Regions from separate parts of the Sus scrofa genome. Here all the other regions are linked to region 1. Evidence: chromatin contacts called from public HiChIP or PLAC-seq data. All regions are on one chromosome and are shown on one strand. Each heading gives the region's core, a stretch centred on a gene start, on an enhancer-like site or on the middle of the called end of the contact. The rest is flanking DNA. Distances are from core to core; before and after follow the strand shown.

Evidence for each region. HiChIP or PLAC-seq counts read pairs in DNA pulled down with a chosen protein or histone mark.
Region 2: an H3K27ac HiChIP or PLAC-seq map of alveolar macrophages shows a contact between it and region 1. The contact joins the promoter of DLAT here to the promoter of PTS in region 1. A contact is called at or near these places in 2 of 5 promoter capture datasets (fetal liver and liver) and 1 of 2 datasets of contacts at active chromatin or transcription factors (alveolar macrophages).
Region 3: a contact with region 1 is called in an H3K27ac HiChIP or PLAC-seq map of alveolar macrophages. The contact joins the promoter of C9H11orf57 here to the promoter of PTS in region 1. A contact is called at or near these places in 1 of 5 promoter capture datasets (fetal liver), 4 of 47 Hi-C or Micro-C datasets (embryonic fibroblasts, epiblast stem cells, fetal skeletal muscle and 1 more) and 1 of 2 datasets of contacts at active chromatin or transcription factors (alveolar macrophages).

What each region holds. Positions count from the first base shown.
Region 1 is chr9:39,918,148-39,922,369 of Sscrofa11.1, reverse strand. It overlaps PTS (6-pyruvoyl tetrahydrobiopterin synthase), which reads right to left and starts at 2,213. Exons shown (of 6, transcript XM_005667339.3): 1 at 1,935-2,213; 2 at 1-65. The coding sequence starts at 2,020.
Region 2 is chr9:39,736,658-39,740,879 of Sscrofa11.1, reverse strand. It overlaps DLAT (dihydrolipoamide S-acetyltransferase), which reads right to left and starts at 2,241. Exons shown (of 16, transcript NM_213994.1): 1 at 2,051-2,241; 2 at 2,044-2,049; 3 at 1,962-2,041; 4 at 1,369-1,470; 5 at 466-590; 6 at 155-308. The coding sequence starts at 2,240.
Region 3 is chr9:39,773,762-39,777,983 of Sscrofa11.1, reverse strand. C9H11orf57 reads right to left here and starts at 2,405. Exons shown (of 6, transcript XM_021062781.1): 1 at 2,270-2,405; 2 at 1,018-1,094. The coding sequence starts at 1,086. It overlaps PIH1D2 (PIH1 domain-containing protein 2), which reads left to right and starts at 2,507. Exons shown (of 7, transcript XM_021062782.1): 1 at 2,507-2,645; 2 at 3,449-3,652. The coding sequence starts at 3,476.

The DNA.
Region 1 (4,222 bases), core at 964-3,463:
CATGGCCATTTGGATTGTTGCATTTCCCAAAGAGTTTCAAGTTTTCTTCATTACTGAGAGATTTGCTAATTTAAAAAAAAAAAAAGTCAACATGACACATTTCAGACACCTTCTCTGTTCTCTACACTTATCGTCTGCTCTAGCCTTTGAAAATTTTCACAATTTATTATTCTTTAGCTCACCAAATGGAGAGTTACAATTTGACTTGATTACTTAATTTTATGTCAGGAACCAGAGTATGTCCCCTAATTAGACTACTATACCATACAAATTAGCAAAAATAAATTCAACATCCTTGATCCACAGCAAGATTTCAATAACTAATCTGCTCAAGGCCCTTGCATTTTTCGACTCAACATTTACTATATTACTAGGCACCGACTGAATGAAGCAAAAGCACATGGTAATTATTTAAAAAAAAAAAAAAAAAGTTTGTTTTCAACTGGCTTAAAATCTCATTCCTCCCAAAAAACAATCTCTGACCTTTCCTTTAAAACGTTTTTATTATCCCTCAACTATTGCCTAATATTGATAACTTCACCTGTACATTGAGGAGTATTCGAGTTAGGTGAAACTTTAAAATTACAATACTCATGGAGGAGTTCCCATCGTGGCTCAGGGAAATGAATCTGACTAGCATCCATGAGGACACAGGTTCAATCCCTGGCCTAGGGCTCAGTGGGTTAAGGATGTGGCAGTGCCATGAGCTGTGCTGTAGGTTGAGATGCGGCTCAGATCTGGCATTGCTGTGGCTGTGGTGTAGGCCAGCAGCTACGGCTCTGATTTGACCCCTAGGCCTGGGAACCTCCAAATGCCACAGGTGTGGCCCTAAAGACAAAAATAATAATAATAAAAATAAAATAAAATTACGATACTCAGCGTATGTTCTAAACAGAGAACAATTTTCTCAACGGATTTTTATATTTATACCTGTCCAATCAACAGTGCATCTGCAAGGAGGCTCTACAACCCTCACATGTTTGAGCTTCCTATTAAATAACCCCTTTCTCTGTGAGACACTATTACTTTCCTCATTCTCTCCTGCTCACCCACTTCTTACATTCCACGTGCCACAATTCACAAAGCTTCTGCACAAAATTACCTCACTCTACCCTCCAAAAAATTGGCCAGTTTGTACATTCCAGAAGTAAGGCTAAGACAGGTCTTGATCACTGCTGCATGCCTGTTACCTAGCCCAAGACCTGACAAAAAATACCTGTCCTGTGAATGAATGCATCAATCCTCTTAGGTAGAAATTATTATCCTGGTTTCACAGAGGAGGAAACAGATGCTCAGAGAGTGGAGCCTTCTACTAAGTGGCAAATATCCCCTCAAAATCAACTCTTCAATTCGACCCAGCAGTCTGAGTACTCTGGGTTCAATCCCAACTGTGCTGCTTGCCAATGCTCCTGACATAACAGCAGCTAACATGAACTGAGTGTTTACGATGTGCCGGGTACCGCGTAACGTGGGCGAGCTCAACTCCTTTGAAGGTCACAGCGACCCTCTAAGCTAAATTAGAGCAATCCGAGGGACCAAGAAGTACGTTCAGGTCGCAGAGCCAGCGAGAGGACCCTCCGGGCTGCGTACCCTGGGCCGTCGCCCTCCGCAGTCACTGCACAGCCCCTCTGGAGCCTGGTCAACTCGCTATCACGGCTCTTAGGTGGTCGACGAGGCCCGGCGGCCCTAAGAAGGCACCCAGCGCCCCCGCCCCGCCGCGCGCCCCCGCCCCGCCGCGCGCCCCCGCCCCGCCGCGCGCCCCCGCCCCCGCCGCGCGCCCCCCCGCCCCGCCGCCGCGCGCCCCCGCCCCGCCGCGCGCCCCGCCTATTCAACGTAGGGTACCCCGGCCGACCCCCGACGTCCGGGCGCCAGGCCCTCCTAGGCCCAGGCCTCGAAGGCCCCGCCCTCGCTACTCTCACCGTGGGCACACCCACCTGTGGAGCCGATGGGACGCGCTGAAGGACGCGAGGCGGGACACTCGCGCCCGCCGGTGGGGGCCTGAGTCAGCGTCGCTCCTCATTCCGCCCGCGAGGCAAGGCCGAGCCTCCTGCCCCGGGGCCGCCGCCTGCCTGGGGGAATGGGCGGGGCCTCCCTCCGCGGCTGCGCAGTGCGGCAGGCGCCCCGGAAGCGCCCTGCGGCTGAGCTCCCTCTGCCGGCTTGGAGGCCGCACCGGGCTTTCCGTTATCTCGGGAGAGCAAGAGCTCACAGAGCTGGGCGTGCCTTAGAGTAGATGGGGTCTGGTGGCCTTCATTTTTCTGTCCGCTAAACCTGAGGCCACGTCGTGCAGTTAGGGTGCGCGTGGGCCTACTTTGAATCAGGGAGGGACTTCATTGAGCCGCCCTTCCCACTCGCTTCTGGAAAGCCCAGGGTTACGGTGTAAACCTCCAGTGGCAGGATGAGATGAGTCCCAGGACCAGTCTACTTATAGCTTAAAAGGCGGAGAAATTTGAGGGCACGTGTAGGACCACGTGGTCTTCAGAACCGATATTACCTTTGGACTGTTTGGAACAAAGGGGAGTTCTCAAGCTGTCCTTATCGTCCACATTCCTGCATGGACCCATTTATCACTTGGTTGCCACAGTGTAAGCACATGCACCCATGAACATACACACATTAGCAATTTTCTGTTCACCGCAGACACCTCGGAGTGATAGGATCTTGTTTCCTCACATCTACTCCTAAGGAGTGATCAAACTACTTAGAGTTGCCAGCATGCACCATGTCATCTCTTGCCTCCCTTCATCCTTTCATTAGTTACCGAGTGTGTACTATGTTGCTGGCATGTTCCAGGCACTGGAAATAGATAAAATCATGGGCATGGCAGAAATATAAGCCCCAATGATTTCTCTCAAATGTCTCCTGTCTCCAGCTATATATGTTGTTCATTCTGCATTATCGTTATTATTAATATGTTATGTAGCAAATATTCCTCACACATTTTCAAGTTTTTTCTCCTCTCCTCCACTGGACTGTAAAAGAACTTTGAATAATTATAAACCAGAGTTTTGTTTTGTTTTGTTTTTTGTCTTTTGTCCTTTTTTTAGGGCCGCACCTGCGGCACATGGAGGTTCCCAGGCTAGGGGTCTAATCAGAGCTGTTGCCAAGGGCCTATGCCACAGCCACAGCAACACAGCATCCAAGCCATATCTATGGCCTACACCACAGTTCACGGCAATGCCAGATCCTTAACCCATTGAGGGAGGCCAGGGATCGAACCGCAACCTCATGGTTCCTAGTCAGATTCATTTCCGCTGTGCCACGATGGGAACTCCAAACCAGAGATTTTTGAGGTAGAGACCCAAAATCTAACTCAGTCCTCTCACAGATAAGAAAATACAGGCCTACTATAAATGAATTACTTACCCAAGATCACTTATAATGTAAACAGTGTTCCCCCAGGCACTGACTACATCATAGATACTCTAACGATTACACAAATGCCTCACTTGTTTCAAAAACGATTTAAAGAATCAAAATAAAATTTTAAAAGGGTATAATTTTGGAGAAATTGCTGTTTGCTTTAATAAAAATCATTGCATTTGCAGAATTTTTGCTCTATTTTATTAAAGTCGATTCTATATAAAGGCACTCACCAAATTTACCCTCAGTCACACTGCTACAGATTGAATTGTACCCCCCCCCCAGAATATGGTTTTATTTGGAAATAGTATCTTTGCAGACGTGGTTAAGACGGGTCACTAGGGAGCCCCCTAATCCCTTTCCCCTCACTTGTATACTCCCTTTCCTTGAGTCTCAGGACATTGCCCAGTGGTAAGTTGGACTCAGGGAGAGGAAGAGGCCCTGCCTAAGCTTTATGTCTCAGTCATATGCTCAATTTCCAGAACTTTCTGCTGTACCTAGACTATAAAGTATTGACCCTTTTTGTCTTCTCCTTCAAGAACCTCATAGGAGTTCCTTTCATGGCTCAGTGGTTAATGAACCTGACTAGGATCCATGAGGATTCGGGTTTGATCCGCACCTCATGGATCCTAGTTGGTTCATTCCCTGGCCTGGCTCACTGGGTTAAGGATCTGGCATTGTCGTGACTTGTGGTTTAGGTCGCAGACTCGGCTTGGATCCTGCGTTGCTGTGGCTGTGGTGTAGGCTGGCAGCTGTAGCTCCAATTCTACCCCTAGCCTGGGAACTTCCATATGCCATGAGTGCGGCCCTAAAAAGCAAAACAAACAAACAAACAAACAAACAAAACAACCTTAAAGATGGC
Region 2 (4,222 bases), core at 992-3,491, 180 kb after region 1:
AACCTCCATATGCCACGGGTTCAGCTTGAAAAGACAAAACAAAACAAAAAAACTAGCCATGTTTAATGCCAGTTTCAGGATGTTAGAGTCATCTATGAAAAATACTGAATTAATCACAAATTTTCTAGAGCAAACACCAGAGGCTGAGCCTCACCTGCATGTGAGTGGGATATGAGCTACCAGGAGCCTGAGCAGAAGGTGTGGGTGCTGGAGCAGCAGCTGCAGGAGTCGGGGCTGGGGCTGCTTGTGGGGCAGGTGCCGCCGAAGAATCCAATGTATAATTTTTAAAGGCCTCAATGTCTTCAGGCCTAAGAAAGTGAAATAATGCGTAAGTATAAGGAGGTTATAAAGCAGATTTAGTTGTCTCAGAAGCCTTTAATTTCTCAATTCTGGGATAAAATGTTCCAGCAATCATCTAAGTTTCACAAATTACCACAAATTACTAAATTGAAAATTACTACTCACTTTTCAACAGTTATACAAATGATTGCTCCAACTGGAACATCTCTGGTACCCTCAGCAACAAGTATCTTTGCCATGTAACACTCCTCCAGGCTCTCAAATCCAACAGTAGCTTTATCAGTTTCAACCTTTTAACACAAAAGCAGGAGCTCAGGTTTGTGCTGTCAGTATGAAGCTTGCTTAAAATCATATAGTTCAGGAATTCCTGCTGTGGCACAGTGGATTAAGAAAATGTGACTGCAGAAGTTTCCTCGTGGCTCAGTGGAAACAAATCTGACTAGTATCCATGAGGATGCAGGTTTGATCCCTGGCCTAGCTCAGTGGATTAAGGATCCAGTTGCTGCGAGCTGTGGTGTAGGCCAGTGGCTACAGTCACAGACACAGTTCATATCTGGCGTTGCTGTGGCTGTGATGTAGGCCAGTGGCTACAGTTCCAATTCAACCCCTAGCCTGGGAACCTCCATATGCCACAAGTGTGGCCCTAAAGACAAAAAGAAAAAAAAAGAAAAAGAAAAAGAAGGAATCCGACGGCAGTGGCTTTGGTGGCTGCAGAGGCACAGGCTCAATCCCTAGCTCAGGAGCAGCCATTAAAAAAAGAATAAAATCAAATCATATAGTTTAACAATCATGTGAAAACAAAGCCTCCATCACAGGTTTGAAACAAGGAATTATTTAAATAAACTATAATTTTAAAAAATTTTTGAAAGAGATGAATTACTATTAAAAACATCTTAGCTGCAAATTAGTGTGGCTAGCGGCTGCTAACTCAAGCAACCAATCTTCTCTAATAAAGTTGTAAAAAAAATTTCAGTCTCTTAAGCAAAAGGGATGACACGACCCACTCTGAAAATTAATGCTCAGTTTAGCTAAGCCAGCTCCTAATTTGCATATTTTAAAACAACTTACCTCTGCAATTAGTTCACCCTCATTGATTTTGTCCCCTTCCTTTTTTTCCCAACGGGCTATGGTCCCTGCCTGCATTGTGGGGGAAAGAGAAGGCAATGGAACCTGGAAGAGAAAAAGGAGCAACATTGAATTTAAAAAGAGCTACCCAACTCTCAAACTGGTTTAACGTTCCAATGAATTCAATTTAATTTAACGCAAAGTCCGAATCCCATCACACACTCAGTACTAGGGATATAAAGAGAATTCCAGTCACCAGCTCTCCAGTAACAGATTTCCCGCTCCACAGTCCTAAGTGAATCTAACAGAGCACACACTCAGCAGACATTCCACACAGAGCCCCGGGCTTGGGGTTCTTCTTTCAAAGTAACATGTCAGGAGAGGGAAGCCTGGAGCTCTTCCATCAATGGAATAGATTAGGAGAGCGACGTTTCAGAGCTACAGCAAAGCTGGGTACTGGAGAAAGGACCGTGAGAAACAGTATACTAAGGGACAGGGGGGAGGGGGGATCACTGAGGCCTCTGAGAAAGTACCCGAAGCCAACAAGTCTGCATGAAGGACAACGGGGTCCCGCGAAGAACATGTCTGGGGCTCACCTTCTGATGCGGGGGGAGGCTATACCAGCGGCGGTTAGGAGACCCCCAAAGCTGCAGTAGGATACGATTCTGAGGTGTGGCCCACGAGCTGGCGCTCCAGCCGCAGAGTGCCCGGCTCCTGCCATACCCTCTAGTCGTGCTGCTGCAACGAGCCGGAACAGAGCCAGCCCGAGGGGCCGCGCACGGAGCTCCTGGCTCCTCCCGCAAAGCCGTCCACCGTGCCCCGAATCCTGCCCTTGGGGCTGCATTCTGGGCCCGTCGCGCACACACGCGCCACATAGTGCCACCGACCCCACACCCCAAAACCAACGCCGTCTCCGGAGTGACCTCTCCAAGAAGCGCGCGGCGTTGCCGTCAGCCGCGCCGCCCAGCCGCACGTTGTCGTAAAATGGGCTTCAAAGGTTCACCCAACCCCCTCCGCGGTCCAGAAATGTGTGAAACCTACCCTCTTCTCCAGGGAATGGGGTAAAGGGTGGCCGAGAGCTGATTGGGGCGGCTACACTGAAACTACGAGGGACAAGGACATTCCAGCGGAGCCCACGCAGGCCGAGTTTGGAAAGATTAATTTGGAGAGAAGCGGAAGGTGGTAGGGTCGTAGTGGTGGCGGCATTTCGCAGAATGGGACCCAAGCGCAGTGAAGGGCCTGGCCGAAAGGGAAAGGCCGAAAAAGGAGACACCCCACTGATACAGGGAAAGGGGCCTGAAGTGGGCTGAGGGGCGTGGCCCCGACTTGAGGGAAAAATGAGAAGAGGACCTGTTGGGCGCCGAGAGCTGGCAGCTGAGGGGCGGGGTCCAGGCGCTCCTGCGTTGACACTAGGCAGGGATGCCCTATAGGCATCTCGGTGCTCCCGCAATGCCCTCTGCACACCCAAGGGCCACTAGGTATGGGGTCTTGCTCTGCGCAGGCTGTGCTGAGTTACAAAGGTTTTTTTGTTCTTTTGGTTCTGGTTTTTTTTTTTTTTTTTTTTTTTTTTTGTCTTTTTTGTTGTTGTTGTTGCTATTTCTTGGGCCGCTCCCGCGGCATATGGAGGTTCCCAGGCCAGGGGTTGAATCGGAGCTGTAGCCACCGGCCTACGCCAGAGCCACAGCAACGCTGGATCCGAGCCGCGTCTGCGACCTACACCACAGCTCACGGCAACGCCGGATCGTTAACCCACTGAGCAAGGGCAGGGACCGAACCCGCAACCTCATGGTTCCTAGTCGGATTCGTTAACCACTGCGCCACGACGGGAACTCCCTGGTTTTTGTCTTTTTAGGGCCGCGCCTGAGGCACATGGAGGTTCCCAGGCTAGGGCCAGAATCAGAGCTGCAGCCGCCGGCCTACACCACAGCTGCAACTCCAGATCTGAGCCTCATTGCCACCTAAGCCACAACTAAGCGGCAACGCTGGATCCTTAACCCACTGAGCGAGGCCAGGGATCAAACCTGGGCCCTCATGGATGCTAGTCAGATTAGTTTTTGCTGAGCCAGGAGGGGAACTCCTGGGTTACAAAGATTTAATTTTAGACCTCTAACACAACAGGAAACTGGGTTGAACAGTTTTTCCAGCCAGTGTGTGAAAGGCAGGCGAGAGGAAGATACATTCCCACATTCAGGAGTACTGTAGCAGGATTAGACATATTTGTATGAAGATACAGGTTTACCAAACAGACTTGAGATTCTGGTTTGCCATAAAATTCCTTCTACCTACTTTTGTTAGGTACACTTCTACTGTAGGGTTATCACCCTATAATTAGAAAATATCTCATTTCTGAGCTGGGGGTGGCATTAGACCAGAAGGGAAGCACATACTGCATTTATAATTCCCAAGTCTTCAGTGAACAGATGGTTAGAGAACATCAAGAACACAAGATAGAGGAAAAACCAACAGTTGAAAACATGTTCAACTTTGCTAGTAATTAAGCATTTGAAAAAATAAGATAGCCAAGAGATAATAATAATAATATTAATAATAATATTTCATGCCTATTTAAATTGGAAACTTGAAAAAACTCTAAAATCTCGGAGTTCCCATTGAGGCTCAATGGGTTATGAACTCAGCTAGTATCCATGAGGATGCAGGTTCAATCCCTGGCCTCCTCAGTGGGTTAAGGATCTGTCATTGCAGCTCCAATTCGACTCCTAGCCTGGGAACTTCCTTATGCTGCAGGTTCGGCCCTAAAAAAAAAAAGTCTAAAATGTCACTGTTAATGAGACTGAAGAGAAGGAGATGCACTCATTGGGGGCACTGAATATTGGTTGTTTTTAGAGATGGCAATCTA
Region 3 (4,222 bases), core at 1,156-3,655, 140 kb after region 1:
ACCTCATAGTTCCCAGTCGAATTCGTTAATCAGAGCCACAACGGGAACTCTGAGGATGAAAGTTTGATCCCTGGCCTTGTTCAGTGGGTTGAGGATCCAGTGCTGCTATGGCAGCGTAGGCCAGCAGCTGCAGCTCCATCTGACCCCTAGCCCAGGAAATTCCACATGGCACAGTTGTGGCAGTAAAAAGAAAAAGACATTTTTATGGAGTTCCTGTCGTGTCTCACTGGTTAACAAATCAGACTAGCAACCATGAGGTTGCAAGTTCGATCCCTGGCCTTGCTCAGTGGGTTAAGGATATGGCATTGCCGTGAGCTGTGGTGTAGGTTGCAGACACAGCTTGGATCCCGCTTTGCTGTAGCTCTGGCATAGGCAGGCAGCTACAGCTCCGATTCAACCCCTAGCCTGGGAACCTCCATATGTGGCGGGAGCGGCCCAAGAAATGGCAAAAACACACAAAAAAAGAAAAGAAAAAGACATTTTAAAAAAAAATTCTCATAACAAATTAAAACAAACACAAAAAATGTGATGGTTTCTTTTCTGCCTCGAGGAAAAAGTCTAATCTCTAAGCACCAAAATCTAACTGTAATTTACCACTCAGACCTCATCTTCTGCCATCCCCCCCCCGCCCCTGGTCCCCCTTCTCTTCTCTCTGGATACATACAATCTCTTGCCCCAAGTTCTTTACGCTCCTTGTATATGCTAGTGCATGACTTTCCCTCTGCCCTGAATAATGTTTTCCACCTGGTACACTAGAGCCTGCTCATCAAGAACCAGTTCAAATATCAGAAGCTCAAATACCACCCATTCTATGAAGCCTTTCCTAATTCCCCAAGGCAGATTTCATTATTCCTTCCTCAGTGCATGAAAGCACTTTGTATATGTCTCCATTATACTTATCAAATTATATTCTAATTCTATTTGATTTATCATGTATCTCCCAACTGTACCAAAATAATTTACGGCACACTGTATGCCCTCATTAAGCAAGAGGAATCACAAGGTTGGACCTCTCACCTTATTGTGAGCATCTGTGTGCCGGATGACATTCCTCAGGAGGACTTTCCCCAAGGGAACTCGGGACATTCTTCAATCTGAAATGAATCGATAAGTAACTTTTAATAATAATTCACTATGTTACCTTATTTTTATTACTGTGTTTTAATAAAGCATGAGTTAAAGGGAAAATCACTGAAGTCACAGGTCGTGCAGAATAGTTTTTCCTTCACCACTAAAGGGGAAAACACCTGACCACACCAATGTGAGGACGAAAGGAGGTAATGACCACTGGAGTTCTTTCAAACTGCACAAATTAAGTGCTTTGAGGAACATCATTTAATTCTCAAAGTAATTGTTTTAGATGAGGCAGGTATCTTCATTCCTATTTCGTAGGTGAAATTCTCTTAAAGCTATAACTTGCCCCAGGCCACATATTCCAAGGCAAACGAGGTCTAGATTAGAAACCAGTTTTTGAATCCCAAAATTAGTCTGCAATTAAGTAAATACCTAGATTTGAGAATGTCAGCGAAACAAATGTCAACAGTAACAAAAATTGACGTCTAAAAACATCGAATGCCGAGATGCCCTAAATTTCTCCATTCAAGGGTATCTTATATTCTACTTTGGACAGAAACCTCCAAAAAACAGAGGACAGGGATATTCACGTGTGTAGCCAGCAAGGGCTTTGTGCAACCACCCCACCGCTCACTCACCCCTTGATCCTGAGGAAATCAGGCATCTTGTTAGTGTGAGACGAAGAACCACTCCATTACAAGATCTCCTCCGACCCAGGAAGCCAAGGAGTCAGGGCTCAAAGGCAGCTCTGCAGCTTCACCCGAGTCCTTCGTGAAAACGCAGCCTTCCCACCGGTTATTCCGCCCTCACCCGTGGGCCTCGCCACCGCCGCCTCTCCCCAGCCCAGGCCGACAGGCAGATTTTTCTCCGGACTGAGGCCGGAGGCTGCTCTGGCTCGGAATCCGGACGGCCAAGTTGGCTAGCGCACTCCCCGCTCACGCTCCTCTGGGACGGCCCCGAGGTTGGGTTCCGCCTTCCCAAAAGGATGGGGACGCTTTGGCCGGGGACGCCCCTCGACTGGGCCCCAAAAAGTACCTAGAGTGGCTGAAGAGGGGATTGAGGCTTCCAAGTGGAAGACACAGAAAATACCCCCATCTTCGTCACCGGCACCCCTGCCCCCCAGCGGCCGCGGAGCTCCCGGTAACCTTCCCTCCAAACACCCTCCCCACAGAAACACACACAAACACACCCATACCGTGCGCCGCAGCCTCGCGTGACGGGGGCAGGGGGAGGAAGGGATCTGGGGGAGAAGGAAGCCGACTTCCTTTTCAGGCCGGAAGTCGTGCCCCTAAGAAATTCTTCCCACCAACAGGAGTCACAGAGACTCCCACAGGAGGGTTTCCAGGACACTGTAGAGGTCAACAGGTGCAGAAAGGGAGGTGAGCGCCCTCCTGGAAAAGAAGTGGGTCGGGCTCAGCCAGAAAGCAAGCCCAGCACCAGAAGGAGAAGATTCCGGAACTAGGTGTAAAAAGAACTTTCTGCCTGGAGCTTCCCGGACCCAATTAGATGTTGTACCAAGATGGTTACCCCGGTAACAGGCGTCGCGGTTTGTCAGGAAACCAAGAGAGGAGGTGGGTTTGCCGACCTCTGGAAAGACAGTTACATTTCCCTTTTAGTCTAACCTTCCTGTAGTGTTCAGGCAACCCAAACTTACTCTTTTCCTCATTCTGTCGATGCTATGGGACACGTCTCCATTGAGGGGAAGGAGGAGGGAGGAAGGTTACCTCAAGTCATGGAGAGAATATTACTATTCTTATGTAAGGCTTAGCAAGTGTTCAGCCTCTCTGTGTTACCTTACTTAATCCTCACGATAACCCTACGAGATAGGTATTATTGTCTTCATTTAGAGGGGAATAAACTGATACATGTATGTAAATTAAATGCTCAAATCACACAGCTAGTAAGTGATGGATAGAGCTAAAACTGGAATTCTATGCATTCTGTCTGCAGAGTCCATGCTGTTAACTACTAGATTATACCAAAGATTGAGGAAGTCTTGTGTAGCCTTCAATCCACAGCACACCTCTAGCAAATAAAGGAACTGGATAGGCACCACTTAGCTAATACCAGGATACTGGAACAAGAAAATTCCAGGAAATCCAAACTTTAAAAGATTACTCTGTCCCCTTAGGGTTTTTGAGGCTCTAGACAGAGGTAAGGCCTTATTATCTGAGGGAACATCTTGAGAATGTAGGAAGTGGTACTAGATAATTAGAGAATAAGGAAAAGATAAAATGGTGCTGAGCCACAGTCTTTTAGACACAGGTATTAAGGATAGTTGCTAACTTCAACAAAACAATTCCTGACGTATTCCTCCTCCCCCCAAAAATAAATGAATCAGTAGACCTTTTTTCCCTCAAATGTCTTTCCACAGATTTAAGAGGCCTAATTCATCTCAATCATGGAGAAATCCTCAAAAGGTCTGCTCACCCAAGTTACTCAACTCTGGAACCTTCTAGATGATCTGGCTGAAAGTAACCCTGAGAGCTATGAGAAGTTCATTCAACAGCAGCTGAAAGAGGGGAAACAGCTCTGTGCGGCCCCAGAACCATGGCTCTGTCTGCAAACCAGGATCCTGGTATGTAGAGTTGATGCCCAGAGAAAGGGAAATCCTGAATTAGATGGTCCTGGAGTAACCAGAGAATGACTTACCCTTAGCTATTGCTACTTCAACACAAAACTTGAGAGAAACTTCCACTCTAAAAGGAAATTAAGGAGTTCCCTTCGTGGCTTAGTGGTAATGAACCTAACTAGTATCCATGAGGACGTGGGTTCAAACCCTGGCCTCGCTCAGTGTGTGAAGGATCCAGCATTTCTGTGACTGTGGTGTAGGCCAGCAGCTACAGCTCTGATTCAACCCCTAGCCTGGGAACTTCCATAAGCCATGGGTGTGGTCCTAAAAAAGACCAAAAAAAAGAAAAAAAGAAATTAAATGTAGTGTGGACGATTGTGTTAAAGGAGTAAGAATGGGAAATTCATATCTGACACATTTTGGAGATCTCAAAATTAACCATTTCCTGCTAGAATGAAAATAAAAGGTAAATATTTAATAGAGAAAAACAGAGTTGGAGGTTTTTCAAATGAAGAGAACTTATTTAGTTGGGGAGGTAAGGAAGTGGTGGAATAGGGTCAAATTCAACTGGAACAG